Regions from separate parts of the Mus musculus genome. Here region 1 is linked to region 2. Evidence: chromatin contacts called from public ChIA-PET data. All regions are on one chromosome and are shown on one strand. The core of a region is the stretch at or near the end of the contact, and the rest is flanking DNA. Distances in the headings are between cores, read along the strand shown.

Region 1 (6,406 bases), core at 162-2,661, 440 kb before region 2:
AAAATGCTATGGTTAAAACAAACAGACTGAGCAAGTTATAATTTTATATCTAAAAACATATCATATATACATACAACTAAATATGTATATAAAACTAAAGAAAAAGAGGCCTCAGATTTGAAAAGTCAAGAAGTGTCTAGGAGGAGGAGGGGGGAGGAAATGGGAGGGAGTGGTGTTTGAATAAAAAATTGGCCCCCACGGGTCCATAGGGAATGGCACCGTTAGGAGGTGTGGCCTTGTTGGAGGAAGTGTGTAACTGGGGGGGGGGGGGGTGCAGGCTTTGAGGTTTCAGAAGCATAAGGCAAGCATAATGGCTAACAGTGGTCTCTTCTGGCTGCCTGCCTTCTTCCTTCAGCTATTCTCAGCTCTGTCTCCAGCACCGTGTCTGCCTGAACACTGCCATGCTTCCTGCCATGCTGAAAATGGACTAAACCTCTGAAACTGTAAGCCAGCCCCAATTAAATGTTTGTTTGTTTGTTTCTAAGAGTTGCGGTAGTCGTGGTGTCTCTTCACAGCATTAAAACCCTAAAACAGGGGAGAACCTATGAGATTATATTATCTCAAAAAAACTATTTTAAAAAAATCAATAAGAAGACCAGACGTTGAACTACAGCCATTTATCTGAGACATTTCTGCATCCATCTGGTTTGTTCAAAGTTATCAGAACTGGGTGCTGAATAGATTTTGAAAACTATTCAGGCACTTTTTTAGTCCGAAATGATGATACATTATTATCTCTTAATTCTCCCAGTTATAATGGTGGAAGGCAGCAGAACACAGTGGTACATGGCTTTAATGTCAGCACTTGGAAAACAGAGGCAGGAGGATTTCTGTGAGTTGAAGGCTAGCCTAGTCTACAGAGTTGCAAAGCTCTTGAACCGTCATTTGTTCTTCCCAGGACTTCTAGGTAGGTCTTCTGAGAAAAGATTTGTCGTCTTAAACAAAAGCAAACAAACAAACAAACAAAAAACCCTGTTTTAGAGTCTTACAAAGAAATAATCCCGCTGGAGTTGGTTATGAAGAAGCTAACTACTTGGAAGGGTGAAAGTGGACGATCAAGGTTCTCCCTAACTTACATACTGAGCTCAAGGCCTGCCTGAGCAACTCACCCTGTTTGAAATAAAAGCCAAATCAGGGTCGGCTTGTAGCTCCCTGGGAGAACCCCTGCCTGGCACGTGCAAGGAGCGAGGCTCAGTCTGCGATAGCGACAACAACTAAAAATTATCTGCACCGTTAGTAACACTAACAAAGCCAAGAGTCGTCTTCAGTGTGCTTTTCATTTCACTGGCCGCCAGCCGGTCACGGAGGGGGCCTGTCATTGTCCTCCTCTGAGAGTTACCAATAAAGTTGTTACAAAGTGACCTTGAGCGTCTTCCCCCGCCTTCTCCATCCGGGTGCTGCGGCGCGGATAAGAGCCGCACCGCGCTTGCGCGCCCAGCCCCACTGCTTCGACCTCTGCCGCCGCCACTGCCGCCGCCTCGGGAGGTAAGCGAAGGTAAACGGAGGGCGCGGGGCCCGGGCCGGGGCGGAGCGGGTCTCCCGGCCCTGTCCACCGGGCTTGCGCTTCCCGGGCACGCGGCCACGCTGACCGCCTGCGCGGGGCCCCTCGGGGCCGGGGTGGCAAGGACAGGCCCCTGGGGGGGACACTTGACCTTAAGCCTCTTTTCGCTCCGCAGAGAGGAAGCGGGAGAGGAGCCCACGTCGCCTGTCACCTAGATCCACGCCGCGCCGCCAGGAAGAAAGATGTTCGCCTGCGCCAAGCTCGCCCGCACCCCCGCTCTGGTGCGTAACCCGGGCCTCGGCCCAGCATTCACGCCGAGGGACCGGCTCTCCTTCACCCTTGCCCCGATGTCCTCTCCTCCCTCCCTCCCTCCCAACCCTGGGGCCCGCAGACAGTTCCCGGCCATGTGTCCCCCCCGAGGCCTAGCTGACAGGCCTTCTGGGCGTAGGTCACAGCCTCCTTGCTCGTGGAGCGCGCCCCTCCCCCACCGCCCGGTCCCTATGGAGTTGGGGTCGACGCGAAGGTCGGGGTGCTGAGAAGTCAGGAAGGGGCAGCTGAGGCCTAGTTGCCTGCACAGCGTTTCCCGTGCGCGTCTGTAGGTCAAACTCGCCGCTGCAGAGGGAGGGACTTTGCTTCCTTGTGTGGGCGGAGAAAGGTGTTGGGGAGCCCCGAAGCTTGCTTTTTTGGAGGCTTTAAGTGAAGTCTGAATCTAAAAGATTTGTGCTAGAGAATCGGGTCCTGGTTCTGGAGGGATTTTCTGTGACCTTAGTGTCCGTGGACACTCAAGGGCAGAGAAGCCAGACTGCCAGATGTCCTTATAGTGAGAGTATTGCAACGGCTGTTAAGCTGACATCAAAATGCTTAACTCTATAGTAAATTTAGAATTAGTGGGTATTTAGGAATCCTTTGAAAATTGTAGGAGCTTCATTAGCTGCTGGACTGTTGTAAATGATCAAAATCATAGCGACACCCTTATGAGCCCACATAACTTACTTGAATTTACAGCACTACAGTTACTGAAACTTCCACAACACTCAGTCACTTGGTAACTAATTGGTCTTAGGATTTTTGTTTACAGATAGATTAAATAGAACATTCCATGGTTCATTAGCATAAAATTTTAGGTTGGCTTTGTGTATGCACAATGACCAAAGGCCATGCTAATTGCAGAGATAATAAATCTGTTCGTTCTCTTCTGCTTTCTCCTTTAGAGTTTAAAGTTGCACAAGAGGTCACTGAAGACTAATGTGTACTCTTTAGTACTTGAAATTCTTTCTTTTCCTTCCATTAATAGATCCGAGCTGGATCCAGAGTTGCATATAGACCAATTTCTGCATCAGTGTTATCTCGGCCAGAGACTAGGACTGGAGAGGTGAGTATTAATAACAGAAATTAGGAAACACTGTCAATAAGTCTTACAGAGTTGTTATCATGAAGGGGTGTATTAATGGGTGGTTTCTTTCCAGTTTTATTAAATAATACATAGAAGGTGAGCCACTGAGAGGAACTTTTGGCCAGCACAACCTTCTGAATTAGCAAATAAATATTTTAGGCTGTATTTATAGTTTTGAGTTATCTGTGTTTAAAATAGCCACGGTTATCCAAAAAAGCCTGCTTTGTTGAAAAGCATATTCATTATTCTGTTTTATACTTTTAAAAATCCTAAGAGGTATAGGTCTTGTTAACTATCTTATACGAGATAAGAATTATATCAAGCTCTTGGTTTTCTTTTTCCTTGAGCCATACAATTATTTATTCATACCAAGCTATAGTATAAAGAAGTTACTGGTTTTGGCACTATAGTAGTTAAAATCAATGTGATTACTGAATTGACCTTTGCCTTATTTCCTCTTCCCAGGGCTCTACAGTTTTTAATGGGGCCCAGAATGGTGTGTGTCAGCTGATCCGAAGGGAGTTTCAGACCAGTGTAATCAGCAGAGACATTGATACTGCTGCCAAATTCATTGGTGCAGGTGCTGCAACAGTAGGAGTTGCTGGTTCTGGTGCTGGTATTGGAACAGTCTTTGGCAGTCTTATCATTGGTTATGCCAGGTAATCATGTCTGTCAGAGTAAGGTGAAGACTCAGTGGGAAAGTAGACGTGGAAAGAGGGAAATGATGAAATAATGGTAGCCCTTTTGAATGAAGTGTCTGCTGTGTCTTGCATTATATTCTGAGCTGTGTGTGCACTGGTCACTTAAATAAGTGAGGATAGAGCTAGGGGCTAGGGAACACGCCTATAACTCCAACCAGTCAGGAGAGTCAAGGAGATCACAAATGTCAGGACCCCTCAAGGTGGTGTAAACTGAGGATTTATATTTGCATACGAAGATAGCTCCCTGACTTTATGCCACATGATTAGGAGTGGGTAAAATACTCTGAGAGACAAAAGCAAAGTGGTATAGGAGATAGCACCCCCATGAGACTTGCAAAGATCCCCATACTAGATATCTGACTCTACCATTTACCCAATGTGCTGACATCAACGTTGCTTCACAGTAACAGTCATCTGTGTTGTGTCTCTTTTAGAAACCCTTCACTGAAGCAGCAGCTGTTCTCATATGCTATCCTGGGATTTGCCTTGTCTGAAGCTATGGGTCTCTTTTGTTTGATGGTTGCGTTCTTGATCTTGTTTGCCATGTAACAGAAATTACTGCCTGAAATGTTGGCATTCATAGTAATTACGGATGTAATTCTGTGTATCTTGCTGTGACTCCGAAGACTGTAGTACTGGTGTCATGGAAATATATGTTATTTCCACAGTCATTTCATTAAAGATGAAAACTTTAATTCTTGCTGTGATTTGTACTTATATAAGTGTGGATCATCATAAAGATGATCTGTTGAGGTAGGTGGTTGTCCAAGTCAGAGGAAGGTACAGCAGTTACCCTGGTTTTGAAAAAGTGATGAATATGAAACATTGAAAAACACTTAGTGAAGTAGACCAAGCAAAAGACCCATAGTGTGATTTTGTTTGTATAAAATAGGTAACTTTGTAGAGACTAGGCCAATTAGAAGTTATTGGGAACTCTAGGAGCATGGAACTGTGGGTGACTGACTGTTAGTTGTGGAGTTTCATTTTGGGTGATTGGTGCTTGAACAAGGTTATAAATGCACAAAACCATCTCATTACATGGTTACCATAAACCAGGCATGGTGGCGCACGCCTTTAATCCCAGCACTTGGGAAGCAGAGGCAGGCGGATTTCTGAGTTCGAGGCCAGCCTGGTCTACAAAGTCTACACAGTGAGTTCCAGGACAGCCAGGGCTACATAGAGAAACCCTGTCTCGAAAACCAAAAATAAGAAAAAAAAGAAAGAAAACCAGTAGGTGAGTTTCCTACTGTTATGAGTAAGCATACAGAGATGTTTGGAAGGGCTGGGAGTCATTTTCCAGGGAAGAGATCACTTGAGAACACTGCTTGTCTCCACCTTATGCTAAACCTTGAGTAGCAAGAGGACCACCTAGTGAGTGGCTCAACTGCAGACTTAAAAACAGAAGAGCACTGGCACATGAAACATTGCCAGGAAACAGTGTGAGCTACAGGTGAAAGGTAGGCTGGCACACAAATGCACAAATTAGCAGATAAATGAGTTTTATCATGTGATCACAGACAGCGGGGCATGGTGGCCCACGCCTTTAATCCCAGCACTTGGGAGGCAGAGGCAAGCGGATTTCTGAGCTCGAGGCCAGCCTGGTCTACAAAGTGAGTTCTAGGACAGCTAGGGCTAGAGAAACCCTGTCTCGAAAAAACAAAAACAAAACCCCTTGGAGCTATGTTTAGAATTATTTAAGGAGACCAAGGTGGTCTGGTGCTTGTGCGTGTCTTTAGTCTGGGAGGGAGAGGCCTCTGGATCTCTGAGTTGAAGGCCAGCTTAGTTTAGAGTTCCAGAATGGTCAGAAAAAGACCAGTGTGGAATGGCTTGAAGTCAGCAGTACCAGTGGCTACCACAGCAGATCTTCTAGTGATAAATAGGATGTTGTGTGGCAAGAAATTTCCTGGGGAAATGGCAGGTAAGGGACCCATGGCAAAACAAGTATGGATACTACCAAACCCTAAGTTGAACCAATGAGTTTTATTGGGATTATTTACACGTATATGAGTGAGGGGTTACTGTAGCAGAGATGTCTCAAAGGCAGCCGCATCACCAAAGCCCACTCTGGCACCCATGACAGCTCACAAATCTAGAAACCTAGAGCACACTGCAGCTTGTGAGTTTACCTTCATGCTTAAGAAACTTCCCTACAGGATGGAATGTTGCAGTCCCCAAGGAAACTGTTAGACACAGAGGCCTTAGTCTAGGATGGTGGCCACGATAATTATAAAGGAACTTCACAGGACTGGAGAGATGGCTTTGTGGATGAGAGCACTTACTACTGTTGCAGAGGACTGGAGCACTATTCCCAGCCTCAGTTGGGTGCTCACAACCATCTGTAGCTCTAGCTCCAGGAGATTTGAGTCCTCTTCTGACTTTTGCCCACACCAGGCACACATGTGGTGCACATATACACACAGGCAAAAGTACATACACATAAGATTAATTTTTTTTTTCACTTGGGTGACTTTATTTATTATATGTAAGTACACTGTAGCTGTCCTCACACACTCCAGAAGAGGGAATCAGATTTCATTACTGATGGTTGTGAGCCACCATGTGGTTGCTGGGATTTGAACTCAGGACCTTCAGAAGAGCAGTCAGTGCTCTTAACCTCTGAGCCATCTCTCCAGCCCAGCCATCTCTCCAGCCCTAATTTTTTTTAATTTTAAAAATAATTCTTAAAAAGAAAATTTCAGGGCTGGAGAGATGACTCAGCGGTTAAGAGCACTGACTGCTCTTCTGAAGGACCTGAGTTCAATTCCCAGCAACCACATGGTGGCTCCCAACCATCCATAATGGGGTCTGGTG
Region 2 (6,854 bases), core at 2,013-4,512:
CAATGCCCTCTCCTTCTATCCCGGCTTCCTCTAAGTGTAGGCACAGTTCCTCCAGGAAGCTGCCCCTCTCAGTTGCTCAGTAGCATCTATGGTACACTCTGCATAACCATCACAACCCAGCCAGACATGTTATGATTATGGCTCATGCGCCTTCCTCCCCACCTCTCTCCAGAGTGAGTACCTCACTCCTCACTGTGGTCCTCTCCTCTCCTTCTACCTCAGTACTGACACAGGAACTTGCCGTTGTAGCAAGTTAGTTAACTGCAGGTTGGATGAGTCCAGTGGATACATGCTGACTATGTCAATGGTGCGAAGAAAAGAAACTTGTAAATTCAAGAGTGATCTTGCTGAATAGAGTATAATTTAAGATGTTAACATTTGCTTTTTCCTATAAAAGAATTCTTTCTGATTTCATACTTGAAGACAAAATAGAATTTAGAGCATAACTTCTTTTGCAAATACATCTATATAGTCTTTCTTCTTATCTCGCTAACAGTGAGCTGCTCCTTCTATTAGGTTGAAGTGCCAACCTGGACTCTTGGTGCCTGAACCTAGACTCCTGCTCCAGTTTTGGTACATTGGCCGGGCTGAGTTTGTTTACTCTGTTCATACGTAAGATAGTTGATTGGCTCAATGGTTTCTAATGCAGTTTCCATTCCGAAATGCCATAGCATGTTGGCCTTGTGGGGTCCTGAGGTTGGAATTTTCCAGTCATAATGGGTTTATTCTTAATAATGGGTAAACCCTCCTTTTGGCATATTATATATGTACATGGAGTTAAAATGTGTGGGTCACTATTCTGACCCTTTGAGGAAATCAATTAGGGTAAATATTTTCCAAAAATGTAGTCTTTTGTTTTAACCATGTTACGGTGGCAAGTGGAGCATTCATGTTATTTGGCCGGAGGGAGGGAGGGAGGGAGGGAGGAAGGGAGGGAGGGAGGGAGTGTAAGCACTCCCAGTGGGTAGTTTGCACTCAGCAAGTTTAAACTGTTCAACCTCTGACTCCGTGTCTACCATTGATTCTAGAGCAAAATACTAGCTGTGCACAAGTTTGGATATAGGCATTATTTTTTCACACCTGGAACTTGTTTTGTAGATCAGGCTAGCTTCAAACTCACAGCAGTCCTCCTGCCTCTACCTCCTGAGTGCTGGGCTTAAAAGTGTGTCTCCATACGCAGACTCTATACACATATTAGTGCCAGCATAGTTATAAAGGCAAAGTAGAACTAAGCGATTGATGGCAGGAGGATGTTAAGTAAAAAACACTCCTGTTATTTTAAAACTCACATTTTCAAAGAGCATCTAAGTAGTATGAAAGAGTAAGAAAAGTTGGGCTGGAGAGATGGCTCCACAGTTAAGAGCACAGGCTGCTCTTGCAGAGGCCCCAGGTTGGATTCCTAGAATCTACTTGACAGCTCACAACTGCCCACAAGTGCACTTTTAGGGTTTCTGACTCCCCCTTCTGGCCTCTGTGAGTACTGCATGCATGTGGTGTACATATATAACATTCAGGCAAAACGCCCATACACACACAAAAAAATAAAACTAAATATTTTTTAAAAAATAAAACCTAGGAAGGTTTTGTGTTAAGAGATAATTCCGAACCACATACATGAATAATTCTAACTTTAAAATATTTGAGGCATATATAAAACTAGAGGAAAATGCTTTCCAAAGTTGTCGGTGGGTGAGTGGGTGTAATGGGTAATTCCAATAATCACAGCATTGAGGAGGTAGAAGCAGGAAGGTCAGGAGTTCAAGGCCTGCCTAGGCTAGACAGCTTCGTGAGACCCTGTCTCAAAAAAAAAAAAGTTATCAATGTTCATTGCTTCCTATCACCACTGTAAAATCTTTAAAAAATTAATTGTGTCACCGATTTCCAGAGTTGATGCATGCTATTCTCATATTTTAAGAAAGAAAAAAAGGCACACATGAAATGCTTGTCAAAGGGACTATTTTGAGTGCTGTAGATGTAGAAAGATGGAGGACCTGGTGCCTGGTGTCTGGTAACACACTGGCTTGTAAGGGCCACAGACACCTGGCAGTGACTGGGGGCAGTGGGAATCCAGGATCGAGCACACAATAGGCTAGTGAAGAAAGAGGTGTCTGTGTGCCTCACCTCAGGTGACACCTTGCCAGAGCCCCAAAATGCCCATGGGACCATCTTCAGCAGTGTCCTCTTTCAGAACAAATCCAGCCAGCTTTAGTAGGACACTGGGCCACCCCTTAAGCTCACACTAACCCCGCATCCCAGGAAGGAAGGCCTCCAACAGAGCTTGCACCATTTCCTAAGTCAGACTTTTTTATTGAGGGATTTCCTTGTAAGGATGGGCAATAAAGGAGGCAGGGAGTCCAGGGCCAGCACCAAGGGAGGTGCTTACCATGTTGAAGCATGGGCTCCTGAGACAGATCATGTAAGATCAGATTCTTGCTATGTTGTTTGCCTTGTCTGTGCTACTACTCTATCATTATCATCATCAGCACCCCCCATCATCATCATCACCAGCACCTCCACCACCATCATCATCACCAGCACCACCACCAACACTACCACAGTCATCATCATAAAGACCACCACCATGTTGTGAGATAGGAGTTGATGACACTTAACACTCCTTATCACGTACCAAGAGTTCAGTAACTGTTAGTTATTGTTGTTCTTGGTATTCATATCATAAGGATTGTTGAAGGCTCAGGTGCCTACATCCCTACAAAACAGATGCTGGCCTCTCCTCTGTCTGTGCCTGGACTCCATGCTTCCCAGTTCCTTCTTCTGAGACTAGGGGAGGGACTGGAGGTGTCTAGGGCTTCCTTCTCCCATCCTTCCAGGCCAGAGCAGCTCACAGTGTGAGCTGCATCCTGCGTGGGCATCTCCCTGGTCCAGGGGTCAGCTCTTTCCCAGTGGGCTAGGGCTGGCGTTGCTCTCACAGGGAAATGGAGACACAGCACAGAGGCGCTTACGAATACAGAACTTCAATTCTGAATAGTCTTGGAGACCATGAAAAACATTTCTAAAGGACATAAAACCATGGATAAGGAACAAGATGACATTTAGCATTTTCCAATGAATACTGATTCATTTTCTAAGACTCGTTAATTATTGTTAAAGTCCAAAGAGGAAGCTATGTGACTCAGAACTGTGGAAATGAAAGAAAACCTCAAAGACGTTGGCTGAACTTGGGCCTTTATAGGCTGTACCCTTTCCACCTCTGAATGGTTCACCTTGTAGTCCCACCCCTCTCTTCGCCTGTTCACAGAACAGCCAAGAAAAACGTGGTGTGCACACCACACGGAGAGATGCGAGCGTTCTCATGCTCTTCTGGAACTGAGAGAGACCTGTGTGAAAGCTCTGTGGGGGATGGTAACACTGCACGTAGAGCTCCCCACAGACCACATGTCTCTGTTTTCTGGCATTGCTAAAGAACCACACATTTCCACTACTCTGTGCTCCGATGTGATAAGAACCTATTCTTTGGGGAGTTGGACCACACTGGTCTGCAGGCTGTGTCTGACCTAAGCTACCATGCCCCTGGTGGCACTGGCTCGGTGTCTGCATGCAGCTGAGGACAGGCAGGTGGGCACGTAGGTGGGCTGGTGCTTTCTGGCTTGGAGAGGTCTTTGTTCCTCTGAGCCATCTGTCTTTTCCAGATGCCTCTGAGTCGGTGTTTCCCCTGGCCAGAGACTAGCATGGAAACACTGAACACAGGTTCGTTCTAGCCCTTAAGTGCTCTTTCCAGGGCACTCTAGAAGGTTCTGCTGGTTTGACCAGCTGCAGAGGCTGGCCGAGTGGCGAGCCACCTAGAAAGACAAATGGCAGAAGGTGTAAGGCTTTTTAGCAGGCCTTCCGAGTCCACCATGAGCAGGTAGCCCAGCTTCAGTGTCATAGCCGAGCCCCGAAGAGGCAAACTGCTGTTTAATTGTCAGAATTGCTCCAACATATGATCTGGGCCCTGAGTGAACCTCACCAACCTGCTAAAAGTTGATGACACAAAATATTAAACTTAGTCACTCTTTCCGTTTTCCCCTCCCATCCCCAAGGGACAAAGGGAAAAGAATGCTCCTTCAGGCATGAGGTCAGTTTTCTTGTATGACCAAAAATGAAGAATTATCTGTGTGCCCTTAATCCTATCTGGTTAAATACTTCAAAAGAACAGCATAAAACCGAGATTAAAAGCAAGATTTTAAAAGTGGCTGACGAGGTCCATCTCAAGTAAAAGTTTATGTGAAATAAATATCAAATGCCTTTTGAAATTTTGCTGGGTGACACCCCTTTGTTTAGAAAAACAACTGCTCTAACAGAAAAATGCTGCTTCCCAAAACCAAGTAAAACACTGGTCTCTATTACTGTTGTTGTTGTTGTTGTTGTTGTTGTTGTCAGGGTCACAGTACATAGCCCTGGCTGACCTGGTACTGACTGTATAAAGCAGGCAGCCCTCAAACTCAAGAGCCCTGCCTGCTTTGCCCCCCTGAATTAAAGGCAGGTACCACAAGGTCCAGCTGCAGACTGTTTTTAAACGAGCAAAAATGAAAATTCAGTACTGGCAATTTTCAAGACAGCGGTTAGACCATGGCTTCTCAGGGTTCCCTCTCCTCTCTTAGTTCTGCAGGGAAAGTCCCTTGCAAGAAGTCTCCATGCGCAGGTCTCAGCAGCGGGAGACTGTTGTGGACTCAGAATGGGCTACCAGTGAAGAGCAGCCCCAGGAAAATGTGTCAAACCTGCTCTAGCTCCTGGAGAGCAAAATGGCCGGGAGCCCCCTCTCTCTTAAGATGAGAAACCCTCTCAGACTCGTGTGGTTCTGTTTCTGCAGCCACACTGGGCAGATGTATCTTTTATTGCATCCCGACCTCAGGGTGGACAGCCTTGGCTATTCATTCCTTTAGCACACAACACAATTACTGCATAAGCAGGACCTTCAGCTTTCTACATGCATGCAGCTATGGCCAAAGTAAACTGGTCTCTTGGGATTATTTTGAACTGGAACTGAGTTGTTTATTTCCATTAAGCTATCCACAGAGACTTTTGAGCTATCTTTGTATTTGAGGACTTTTCCCCCCACCATGGTATCAGCGTACCACTTCTTCCCAAGTCTTTGCTTGGAAAGAGTTTTGTACAGGGAGAGATTCCTGCCAGCTCGGTACAATGGTGACCGAGGGACAGCAGAGCAGCCCTACCCTGTGTTTCATGTTTGAGGGTGAGTTCATGAAAATGATTTTTGGCAGTAATATGGCTGGGGTCTCCAGGAAATGCTTCATGTTGCTACTGAGGCGTCGGCCCTGATGATGACATGCAGAGGTTTAGACAGGGTCGTGTTCTGCTTGACATCTGCCTGATCTGAGAAATTCACACCAGGCTTTAGAATATGGACGCTACTAAATCTTTGATGCTCCTAGATTCTCAGGTCCTGATATACTGTAGAAATTGAAAGTAGGCATGGTAACTCCTTGGACGGGAGAGGCAGAGGCAGGAGAATGACTGAGTTTGAGGACATCATGGGATCATGGTCTGCAGAGTAAGACACACACACACACACACACACACAGAGAGAGAGAGAGAGAAAGAGAGACAGAGACAGAGAGAGAGAGACAGAGAGAAGTTTGAGTAAGGCCATCCTTGGCTTTCCTTTTATTATTCTTTAAAATATTTTTGAACAGTAAAAGACCTTAATACTTTTAAATGTTAGTATGCCAACTACACATTCTTTCCCATAAGTTTGTTAACTGCTTTTGCCGTGAAGAGAGTAACGCTTTAAAATATCGTATGAGTAAATTCTAAACTTCAAATTTTTTTTTATGCTTTTTACAAAGGAAAACAGAGCTAGAAGCTTAAAATGTATCAGCATGAACTTCTGTAGTGATGGTAATAGTATCAGATTCACGTGCTAAAACTGATTCTTTTCAACAGCTTCTTCTATATAAGAGGCAGAGGAGGGGGCTGGCAAGATGGCTCAGCCAGTAAGAGCACCGACTACTCTTCCAAAGGCCCTGAGTTCAAATCTCTGCAACCACATGGTGGCTCATAACCATTCGTAATGGGATCTGACACCCTCTTCTGGTGTGTCTGAAGTCAGAGAAATTGTCCTTACTAGAAAATTAGTTCTGAGTAGGTTTTTCCATGGGCTTTTTTTTTTCCATGAACTCAACTTTTTTCTTTTTCTTTTTTCTTTTTTTTAGAGTGTCCTTTGTTTACAAACACTTGGTTCTAGTAAAGTGATACCAGATATCATTTGCTTTTCAACAAATAACTGTGCGCTCTTTTTTAAAATTGTCTTGGAGCATGTTTGAATGAAGTGTTATGATGTTAACATTGTCTAAGGCTGTTTTCAGGCATGGTGCAGGTAGTGGCTGGAGTAGCTCTGGGCCTGAGAGAGTCACTAGTCTCTGTTGCCTGAGCCGTTGTTCATGCTGCAGCCTTGTTTATCTCTCAGCATCTCTGAGAAATCGTCATCTACGTTTTCAAAATAGTGGGATAGAGGAAGCAGTGGGAGGGAGCTTGCCCTCAGCCTTTGTGCCCTCAGTGTTGAAGGGAAGTGCCCACAGTAGAGGAGGAGTTTCAAAACTGAGCCTCCACGTCTTGGGTGTGCCTGAGGACACCCTTACCTAGACCATGGAGGATGAGTTTGATAACCAGTACTGGAAAATAGAGGGCAGACTATGGAAGTCCATCATGTGATCCCAACCCCTGTGAAGCTGAGGCCAGAGGATTGTCGGGAGTACAAGCGCTGTTAGTCATCTTATTAGCATGGGTCCAAAGCAAGACTTTATATCAAGGAGGGGAGGAGCGCTCTCGTGGCTAAGTAAGACCTTGTAATCAAAGGGGTGAGGAAGATCACCATGGGCTAATAGAGCCTGTGT

The links. ChIA-PET counts read pairs in DNA pulled down with a chosen protein or histone mark.
Region 1: an RNA polymerase II ChIA-PET map of effector CD8 T cells shows a contact between it and region 2, with 7 read pairs. The contact joins the promoter of Atp5g3 here to the enhancer-like site in region 2. A contact is called at or near these places in 2 of 115 datasets of contacts at active chromatin or transcription factors (bone marrow-derived macrophages and effector CD8 T cells) and 1 of 9 other capture datasets (pancreatic islet).

What each region holds. Positions count from the first base shown.
Region 1 is chr2:73,906,331-73,912,736 of GRCm38.p6, reverse strand. Atp5g3 (ATP synthase, H+ transporting, mitochondrial F0 complex, subunit C3 (subunit 9)) reads left to right here and starts at 1,411. Exons shown (of 5, transcript NM_175015.3): 1 at 1,411-1,485; 2 at 1,677-1,782; 3 at 2,796-2,873; 4 at 3,360-3,553; 5 at 4,030-4,290. The coding sequence starts at 1,744. The coding sequence ends at 4,144.
Region 2 is chr2:73,466,914-73,473,767 of GRCm38.p6, reverse strand. All of the region lies in intron 1 of Wipf1 (WAS/WASL interacting protein family, member 1), which reads left to right. Among named protein-coding and RNA genes, the nearest start is that of Wipf1, 59 kb to the left of the region's middle. Within about 2 kb of position 3,262, at least 129 of the 459 cell types and tissues checked have an H3K27ac peak or open chromatin away from gene starts, as enhancers often do. A contact at or near this core is called in bone marrow-derived macrophages and effector CD8 T cells, where this site is marked.